Linked DNA regions of Sus scrofa: region 2 is linked to region 1. Evidence: chromatin contacts called from public Hi-C data. All regions are on one chromosome and are shown on one strand. Each heading gives the region's core, a stretch centred on a gene start, on an enhancer-like site or on the middle of the called end of the contact. The rest is flanking DNA. Distances are from core to core; before and after follow the strand shown.

Region 1 (4,513 bases), core at 896-3,395:
AGAGAGCCGCGCTCTGAACTGAGGGCTGAGCCGGATGCCCGGCTTTGCCGCTGTCTCGGAGACAAATCTGGGGCTCCAGCGAACTAACTGACAACGAAATCCTCCCAAAACGACAAGCCACGGGCTACAGAACAGGAATCAAAGGGCTTACTGGAGAGGAAAGAACGGCTCCAACTTTTAGCACGCACGTCCTAGGTACAAGGTGCGGTCAAAGCTCACATTCCCGGCCAGAAAACCGAGGCTCGGAAAGGGGCGGCGCCCTCTGGGAGTCCCCCAGCGCAAGGGCAGCTGTTCGGGGCCGGAAAGCCGGGTCAGCTCCCCAGGGCCCGGCCGCCGGGGGACCGGGGGCCGAAGGTAGGGCCAAACGAACTCACCATGGCGGGCGGCGCGGTCCCTTCAAGGCAGCGAGTGGTCGCTTTGCAGCCGGACCCTGGCTGGGCCATCACCTGGGGGAGGGGGGAGGGAACGCAGGCGGCCGAGGCTGCAGAACTGGCTCCGCGCAGCCTGAGCCCAGCGCCTCCCCGCGCCTGTTATATAAACCGGCGCGGAACAATGAGTCCTAACTTTGTAGTGGGCATTTAAAGCCCTTCCCCACAAAAGCGGTGTCTCTCTAATGAAGCAATTTGAATTTGGATTGGATTTTTTCCCTCTCTCTCCCCCTCTCCCTGCACTTAACCCGTGGCTCTTGAAGTAATCGCTTAGTTCCCTTGCAATCCAAGCCTCTGAGGGGGAAAAAAAACACGCGCACACACACAAACTACCTGCAATTAGAAATTGTCGTGAATGCCCAAGATAAGAGGTAGCCAGAGTGTCAATTCCAACTGTCAATCAGTGAGATCCATCAGGCCGCCCAAAGAATTGCAAATTTGATTTTTTAATGGTAGTAATTAAAAATCGAATTTTTTCTCCCTCCACCCACCCCCCTTCCTCGCTCCCTTCTCCTCTCGACACAAAATGCAAAAAGGAGAAAAGAGAGAAAGAAAGAAAATAAAAAAGAGATGGGGGGTGGCTTTTGAGGAAAATTAAACCCAGAGCGCTGAGAGCGTGAGCCCGTCCGCCCCGCGCGAGGGGCGAAATTGATGCGGAGATATATTGACGCGGATTCAGGCGCCTTTCGAGGGCCAGTCCGAGAGAAACCCAGAGCCAAAACGGGGGCTAGATCAGGGGCAAAACGGGACCAAAAGAGAAAACGGAAGCGTCCAAGGAGAGGAAAAAGCACCCTCCAACCCCTCAGAGCGCCCGGGACAAGCCCAGCACCGCGATTCTCAGCGTTGCGCCGGTACAACCCCCGGAGGATCGGCGCTATCAGCGCCTATTCAGACGGACAATACCCGCCTCGCCTCCTCTTGATTCGCCTGTGTCTTTGCTAAATCGCTTTTTGAGAAATTCCTCCAACATTTGCATAATGTGTTCCCGCTTTCCGCGACCACCCCCCCGCCCCGCGCTCGCGCGCGCTCACACATTCACAGACACATACTCCCAGGCTCACCCCCGCACCCCTCCTCCCTGCGGCCGCCGCCACCCGGCCGGGCCCGGCTGGGTCTCGGTCCCTGCCGACCCCTGGCCCGGGAGGCTCACCCACTCTCTCGTTCACTCACCTGCTCGGTGGTGGGGCCGCCCTTGGCCGGCAGCCGGCAGCCCTCGGGCAGCGCCGGGGCGGCGTTCTCATGCTTCCAGTACATGGGCCGGGGAGCGGCGGGCTCAGCCGGCGCGCAGCACGAAGAGCCGCGCGGAGGGGGACCACGGCCGCAGTGGGAGCAAAAGCTGAAGCAGGAGCAGCAGGAGAGCCGAGGTGCCGGCCCCGCCGCCCCGGGCCCGGCCCCAGCCCCTGCCCCCGGCCCGCGCGCAGCCCTGGCCTCCCTGGCTGCCGCCGCAGCTGCCTCGGAAGAAGGTCCCGACAAACTTGGAGAGGCCCCCGCCCCCTCCTTCTCCTCCTCCTCTCGCTCCTCGTAGTCCTCCTCCTCCTCTCCCTCCTCCTCGTCCTCCTCCCCCTCCAGCTGCGGTGGCGGCCGCCCTGCCGCTGGAGCCCCGCTCGGTTCAAGATGAGTCATGCGTGACCAATCCCCTCCCCGCGGAGGGAGAGCGAGACACACACAGCGAGCCAGCGACCCAGAGACACATACACACAGACATATAGACACACAGAAATTCAGAGCTGCTGACAGACTCAGAGACACTCTGACATACAAAGGCACAGGCAGGCACACACTGCACACAGCTCACTACGGCCCCTCCCTCGAGGGGCACCCACAGCCCTCCAGCACAGCTCCACTTTCAGATACCAGAGGGACCCATGGTCACATCTTGGGCTGAGATAGGTCTTATATAAAGTAAAACACTTTATACTTTGTTAATGCAATTCCTTGCCTGGTACGATTGTGTACATCCTGATGCAAATGATTACCTGTTTGCCTCATTTACACCGAGCACAAGGCATTCATACATTCTCACACACCTGCACAGCTGCCTCTGCTCCGTAACAACCAAAGAGCACACACCAAGGACTTGGGCTATATCCTATTCTCAGTGGGATTGGGCCAGGTGGGGAAAGGGGAATTCTGGGGTGGGGGATGCTTCCTTGACTTCCCCAGGGAGGGAGTGCCTGGGACACCCGCCTTCTTTTGAGAATTTGCTGAGCCATCCAGTCTAACACCTATCACCTTCTCCAGGGCTTTATCAATAGAGGTGGGGAAGGCAGGGAGGCCCAGGCATTTAGATAGGAGACACAGCCCCCAGCCCCTCAGACACAAAAGCCTCAAACTCAAAGATAGAGCCTTACACAGTTCACATACAACACATAAACACAAGTGGACACATGTCCTTAGTGCCCTTCTTTGCACACAGAGCTGAGACGTATAAATACATAGCATCTTCTAAAAACAAATACACACATTTTCTACAAAACAAAAAACAAAACAGAATTAGATCTGGCTCTAGAGACAACACACGTCTAACCTCCACACAGTCGCACATACCATCACCTCCCTAATTGCCCTCATTTACGACTGTAAACACCCCCCCCACCAGAATAACTGTTCTTATGTGTGTATCCACAGTTAGGAGAGCACAGATTCCTAGGGAGTTGCAAACCAGTGCAAAACCTCATACTACTCTACTCAGAGACCCACAGATATACACAGTGTATCCCTACAGATGGTGAAATAACCATTTAGAGTCTGAAAGAGCGTACTCGCCTCTGCAGACACCGGATTCCCAGGAGTCATGGTCATGTACACACACAGGCACATCCTACCAGATCCAGGCAGATTAGGGTATCTGCCCACCAGCGTAATACAAAAGACTCACACCTACATCCTCAAAGTACAGAGAAATAGCCCAAGCCAATGGCATCTCCCACCCTCTGCATTCTAGCCATTTGTTTCTCTCAGACACAGATGCTCAAAGTGAAAACTTTCTCTGTAAACCATGGTCTTTTCTACTAAAAGCATAACTGCAATATGAAAGCTGGTGAGGTGTGTTCATATGCACCCTCAAAAATTCGCAGGACTATGGACATCAATCTCCTCAAATATCTTTTTTGTACATCCTAAACCCAGCTGCTTCTCCTCGATATTTTATCCACAGCAGCCTCAGCACTTTGTGATCATGATTTCATTTTCCTTTCACAATAACCCCGTGAGAGAGTCTCTCTCTCTCTTTTTCTTTTTGTCTTCTTGTCTTTTCTAGGGCCACACCCGTGGCATGTGGAGGTTCCCAGGCTAGGGGTCGAATCAGAGCTGTTGCTGCCAGCCTACGCCAGAGCCACAGCAATGGGGGATCCGAGCCAAGTCTGCGACCTACACCACAGCTCACAGCAATGTCAGATCCTTAACCCACTGAGCGAGGCCAGGGATCAAACCCAAAACCTCATGGTTCCTTGTTGGAGTTGTTCACCACTGAGCCACGACGGGAACTACCAAGATAGTGTCTCTTACTGCACCTGTTCACTGATGAACAAACAGGTTCGGAGAGAACATGTGAAATGTCTAAAGTGGTGCCACACGGCTAATTATTGCCAGGGCCAAGAACTCCACACCAGGAATTCCCGTCGTGGCGCAGTGGTTAATGAATCTGACTAGGAACCATGAGGTTGAGGGTTCGATCCCTGCCCTTGCTCAGTGGGTTAAGGATCTGGCATTGCCCTGAGCTGTGGTGTAGGTTGCAGACGTGGCTCAGATCCCGTGTTGCTGTGGCTCTGGTGTAGGCCGGCGGCTACAGCTCTGAGTCAACCCCTAGCCTGGGAACCTCCATATGCTGCGGGAGCGGCCCAAGAAATGGCAAAAAAGACAAAAAAAAAAAAGAACTCCATACCAAATTCATCTGACATCAGAGTTCATGCCCTTGGTTTCTAGGCTACATATATGCTCATGTCCACTCTATGCATACACACACACACACACACACACACACACACACACACACACACATTTTCCATTATTTTCTATCAAAAGACCTGGATGTGACTCCAGGCTTCACCGTTTACAGGCTAAGCTTGTTTGTCATCTACAAAATG
Region 2 (4,513 bases), core at 1,364-3,863, 34 kb after region 1:
TTCAATCCCTATCCCTGCTCAGTGCGTTAAGGATCCAGCATTACTGTGAGCTGCAGTGTAGGCTGCAGACGAGACATGAATCTGGTGTTGCTGTGGCATAGGCTGGTAGCTGCAGCTCCAACTCGACCCCTAGAACTTCCATATGTCACGGGTATTGCCCTAAAAAGCAAAAAAAAAAAAAAAAAGAGTAACTAACTTCCTCTTTAGTTATTCCAGTTCTACTATTTACTAGTTCTATAATCCTAAGCAGCAAGTTACTTAACCACTCTGTGCCTCAGTTTTATCTGTAAAAAGAGGATAATAAGAGTTGTGCAGATGCACTGAGTTAATACATCAAAAGCATTAAGAACAGTGCGTGGCACCTAGAAGCACTCAAATAATTTTAGCTTAAGTTATTACTAGTCTTAGTTCCTGAAATGTCTCACCTCACAGCCACAGGATGAGGGTTATGATGGAGTTGGTAATGGAAAGAGCAAAAACCCTGTGGTCAGAAGGCCTGGTTTCAAATTTTGGCATTTCCATTGGAAGTTACTTCTCTCTTAGAGTTTCAGTTTCCTCATCTCTAAATAATAAAAGTTGCTCTGCTTATAACTTAAGAGATGTTGAGAAGACCAAAATTAGACAACAGATATAAAATTAAACTTTAATGTATAATGTGGTAGAGAAAGAAAAAAGGCCTGGGCAGATGGCAGGCTGTGCCAGACTTCAGAACTCCTTGCTAGAAAAAAACATGGGTCCTATAAGACCAGAAGTGCCTTTGAGATCACTGCTGTAGGAACTGCGTCTTAATAACAACAGCTGCCATACTGAATGCTGGCGTTATCTCTTATTCACCTCAGCACAGCCTCTACAGTCTAGCACACAGTAGCCCCTAGATATTGTTTGTTAAATGTGTTTATCTACCCCTCCAACACACAAGGGCGTTCTTCTTCCTCTCTCACATGTTCAATCTGTTCTGTAATGTGTGAAAAGCAGCTACCAGCTGCTGAAAAAGAGAAATGAATAAGCCACAGTTCTTGCTTTTACTTCCTGGGAGAAAGGAGAAATAGGCATGACTAGAATCCCAGGCATGGAGGTTGGGGGAGGAGAAACATTTTGTCTTCTCCTGGATTTCCTTTCCTTCTACTTTCTTACAGACCATTCATTCAAAAAAGCCTGTATTTTCCAGGCATCGTCTAGGTCCTGGGGACAGAGCAGTGAACAAGCAAGGTTTCTGCCTTCTGGATACACATATTTAGAAAAGGGGCAGGACAAAACAAATGCAAAATAAATATACAAGGCGTAATTTGTGATCAGTGCTGCAAACGTAGTTAAGCAAGGAGATCTGACAAGGAGATTGGGGCTGGACTACTTCAGAATGAGTGGAAAGCCCTCTAAGGGAAATGACATTTGAGACGAGACTTGAATGTAGACCCTTCTGACTCTCTCATGTCTAAAAACAGCAATAAATAATACCAACAAGTACTTAATACCACACAAGTGAATCATTTTAAGGGGAAAGAGTACAGGGTATGGGGCCAAAAGACAGGCACTCAAATACTGGCTTTTGCACCCAGGATTTATTATTTTGTGACTCAAGTCGTGATCTCCCCTCAAGTGTCCTCTAGCCCTAGAAAAGCTTTCCCTTAACAGAGTAAGGGCATCTTGTTAGTCTCTATCACAGGCACTTTTTCTTTCCACTCAATACCAGTTCAATGCCTTATACGTTGTTTTATCTTTCGTTTCCCTCACTAGAAAGTAAGATATGAGAAAGTAAGCTACTACTGAGCAGGGTCTTGATTATTTTGATGATTCTATCCCCCTCCCCATCCCCGCACTTAGTACACTGGCTCCTGGCTGGTGCTCAAAGTTTAGTGAATGAACGAATGAATGAAGCAGGCAAGCCATTTCCCCACTTGGAGCTTCCGTTTTTTCTTCTTCCTTGATATGGGCATTATTATCCTTATCTCGAGTTGTTATGAGGCTAAAATATGGCAATACATTTGATAAGTTGGCACAGAGCTTTTTGAGAAATGGTAAAGTGTGATAAGTGATTAAGATGGCATGCAACTATCTCAAAATTCTTGGGTTTGCAATGGCGACAACCCTTCAGATTCACAGTTCACAAAACGCTTTTTAGCCTTCCCCCATCCCGCCCCCGCCCAGCTGAGCTATAACTACCCTGGAAGCCAAGAACAGTCATTTGGGAAAACTGAAGTGCAGAGAAGCAAAGGCGCTTCTTCTTAAAAAGCTAATGGTAATGGTGGGGTCAAGGCTTGAATCCCGGCTTCCCGATCCCTGGCCGCGAATTCCCAGCTGCGAGGGGTCATTACTCGGATTGATATTTCCGGGCCAGCGGCGGGACGATCCGGGGCGGGGTCTGAGGAGCCGTCTCACTGGGGGAGCCTCCGCTGGGAACTCCTTGTCGGGCCGGCGCTAAAGGGTAGAGGCGCGTTGTGGCCGGACTCACCTCGTGACTTCGGAGTCCTCTCCTCGGCTCATGCCCCCAAAGCAGGTCCCGTCTCCGCGGTCCCACGGCCCTCTACACCCGTCCACCTCAACGCCGCCAGCTGCCAGGCCGCCCTTGACGCACTACGCCTGCGCCGCCGCACCGCCCCGTGACGTCACGACGCCCGCGCCGCCTCCGTCGCCGCGGTCGCGCGAGTCTTCCTAGTACCCTGGGAGCTAGCTGGTGAGTGTCCTCGGTATAGTCTTGAGGCTCGCGCGCCAGAGACTTCTGCTCAGGGACTTCTCAGGGGACTGTTAGGGCCCGGAACACCGTTCCCGATGCATTCCGTTGGAATCCGGCTTGACCTTTACAGATGGGGGCGGGACTGGTAGATCCGAGAGTCTCACGGGTTGGGGGCGGGGCTAATCGCATCAGCTAGGAACTTCCAGGATGGGAGGCTTAGGTTACTAAATAGTATCAGGTACTTAGTTGCCCGCTACCTGGCAGGAACATTTAATTTTCTGAACAATCCCGTGGGAGGTTTCTCCCCATGATGGAGAAACGGAAGCTCGAACGAGTAATTTCATCACGGTCACGCGGCTAGTGAGTGAGGGGACTCAATTCCAACATTACTCTGTGCCGTCCAGTGACAAAACAGTCATTTCAGTAGCCCTTCTATATTGGTAAAGTGCTTCTGCAGCTCTTATCTCATTCGATCGTCCCGGTAACCCTAACAAGTCGTATTGTCATCTGCAGATGAGACTGAGGCCAAGAGAGTTTGACCTATGTAAGGTCACATACCCAGGAAGTGCTGGAACCAGCATTCTTTCCCAGGTCTTCTCTGAGTTGGATGCTTTTTTCCACTCACCCCACTCTATTGCATTCTCAGAATCTTGAAGGCTCTATAGCTAGAAAGAATGAAAGTCTGGTCTGACTCTTCGTGTTATAGTTGAGGAAACAACCTCAGAAGAAATGACTTGATATAAGTCGTCAGCGGCAGAGCTTTCACAAATACTTTTTGAATACAGAGTAGTTATGAATCTAAAAAGGATAGTTGGCAGGAGTGATGAGATAGGAATATCGGAATCCAGGCCTCCTAGCTCTTAGGCAAAGGCTCTTTCTCCATCTGTTAAAGTGTCTTATCCTTCCTTTAGCTGTGCCAGGGATGTGATCTTATATATAGTCAGATACTATAAATGCCCTCACAAGGCACCGAATTTAGAGAATAATATGCCTTATTATCTCTAAGTGAAAAATCTGTCAACCAAGAGACACTGGAAGCAGTTTTGGGAAACAGAGCCCAGGACCTACTGTCCGGGGCTTAGATTTCAGTTCTGGTGCCAGCATTGTGACCTTGAGGAAGGACTTAACCTTTCTAGACTTTCACTCATCTTTCATCACATTTATTCAGAGTCTTCTGTGTTCAGGAATGTGCTGGAGACTGGAGACACAGCCATGAACAAGACAAGCATACATTAGTCCTTGTGGTGCTTATAGTCTTATGGGGGGAATTAGACCATGATCAAATAACTGCACAAATATTAGCTGATATTGTTAAAGTGCCATGAAAAAGTACAGGGTGTTATGAAAGTGGGCTATAGGACATTTGACTTGTTGGGCTAGAGGAGGCAGCCAAGGAAGGCTTCCTCTGAGGAAGTGATGTTTAAGCTGCAGTCTGAAAGGAAAATGTGAGGTTGTTCATTAAAGAGGTGTGGGAAGACCTTTGCAAGCAGATGCAACAGTATGTTTGAAGGCCCTGAAGCAGGAGGAGTATTCACGGAAATGGAAGATCAGTTTGCTTCTTTGTAAAATGTGGGTGGTAATCATAACCCTGGTTATTGTGGGAATCAGGTAATACATATGAAAGTATTTTATGTACAGCAAGGGTCTGTGTGTATTATTAGCGTATTATAAGCTAATACACGACTGGATTGGTAGGGGTTGCTGGCGTAGTGGATGAGCCAGGACGTGTGTTTTCCTCATCTAGTTCTTTACAACATTAAAATGTGCCTTCTATGAAAAACAGGACAGTTTGGAGTTCCCGTCGTGGCTTAGCGGAAATGAATCTGACTAGCATCCATGAGG

Evidence for each region. A called contact is a pair of places that touch in the nucleus more often than the background predicts.
Region 2: a contact with region 1 is called in a Hi-C map of skeletal muscle, with 2.7 times the contacts expected there. The contact joins the promoter of RBM18 here to the promoter of LHX6 in region 1. A contact is called at or near these places in 2 of 47 Hi-C or Micro-C datasets (embryonic fibroblasts and skeletal muscle) and 1 of 2 datasets of contacts at active chromatin or transcription factors (skeletal muscle).

The regions. Positions count from the first base shown.
Region 1 is chr1:262,320,632-262,325,144 of Sscrofa11.1, forward strand. LHX6 (LIM/homeobox protein Lhx6) reads right to left here and starts at 2,146. Exons shown (of 9, transcript XM_021068376.1): 1 at 1,599-2,146; 2 at 375-446. The coding sequence starts at 2,051.
Region 2 is chr1:262,353,667-262,358,179 of Sscrofa11.1, forward strand. RBM18 (probable RNA-binding protein 18) reads right to left here and starts at 2,614. Exons shown (of 6, transcript XM_001925816.4): 1 at 2,450-2,614. MRRF (ribosome-recycling factor, mitochondrial) reads left to right here and starts at 2,328. Exons shown (of 7, transcript XM_003480599.4): 1 at 2,328-2,671.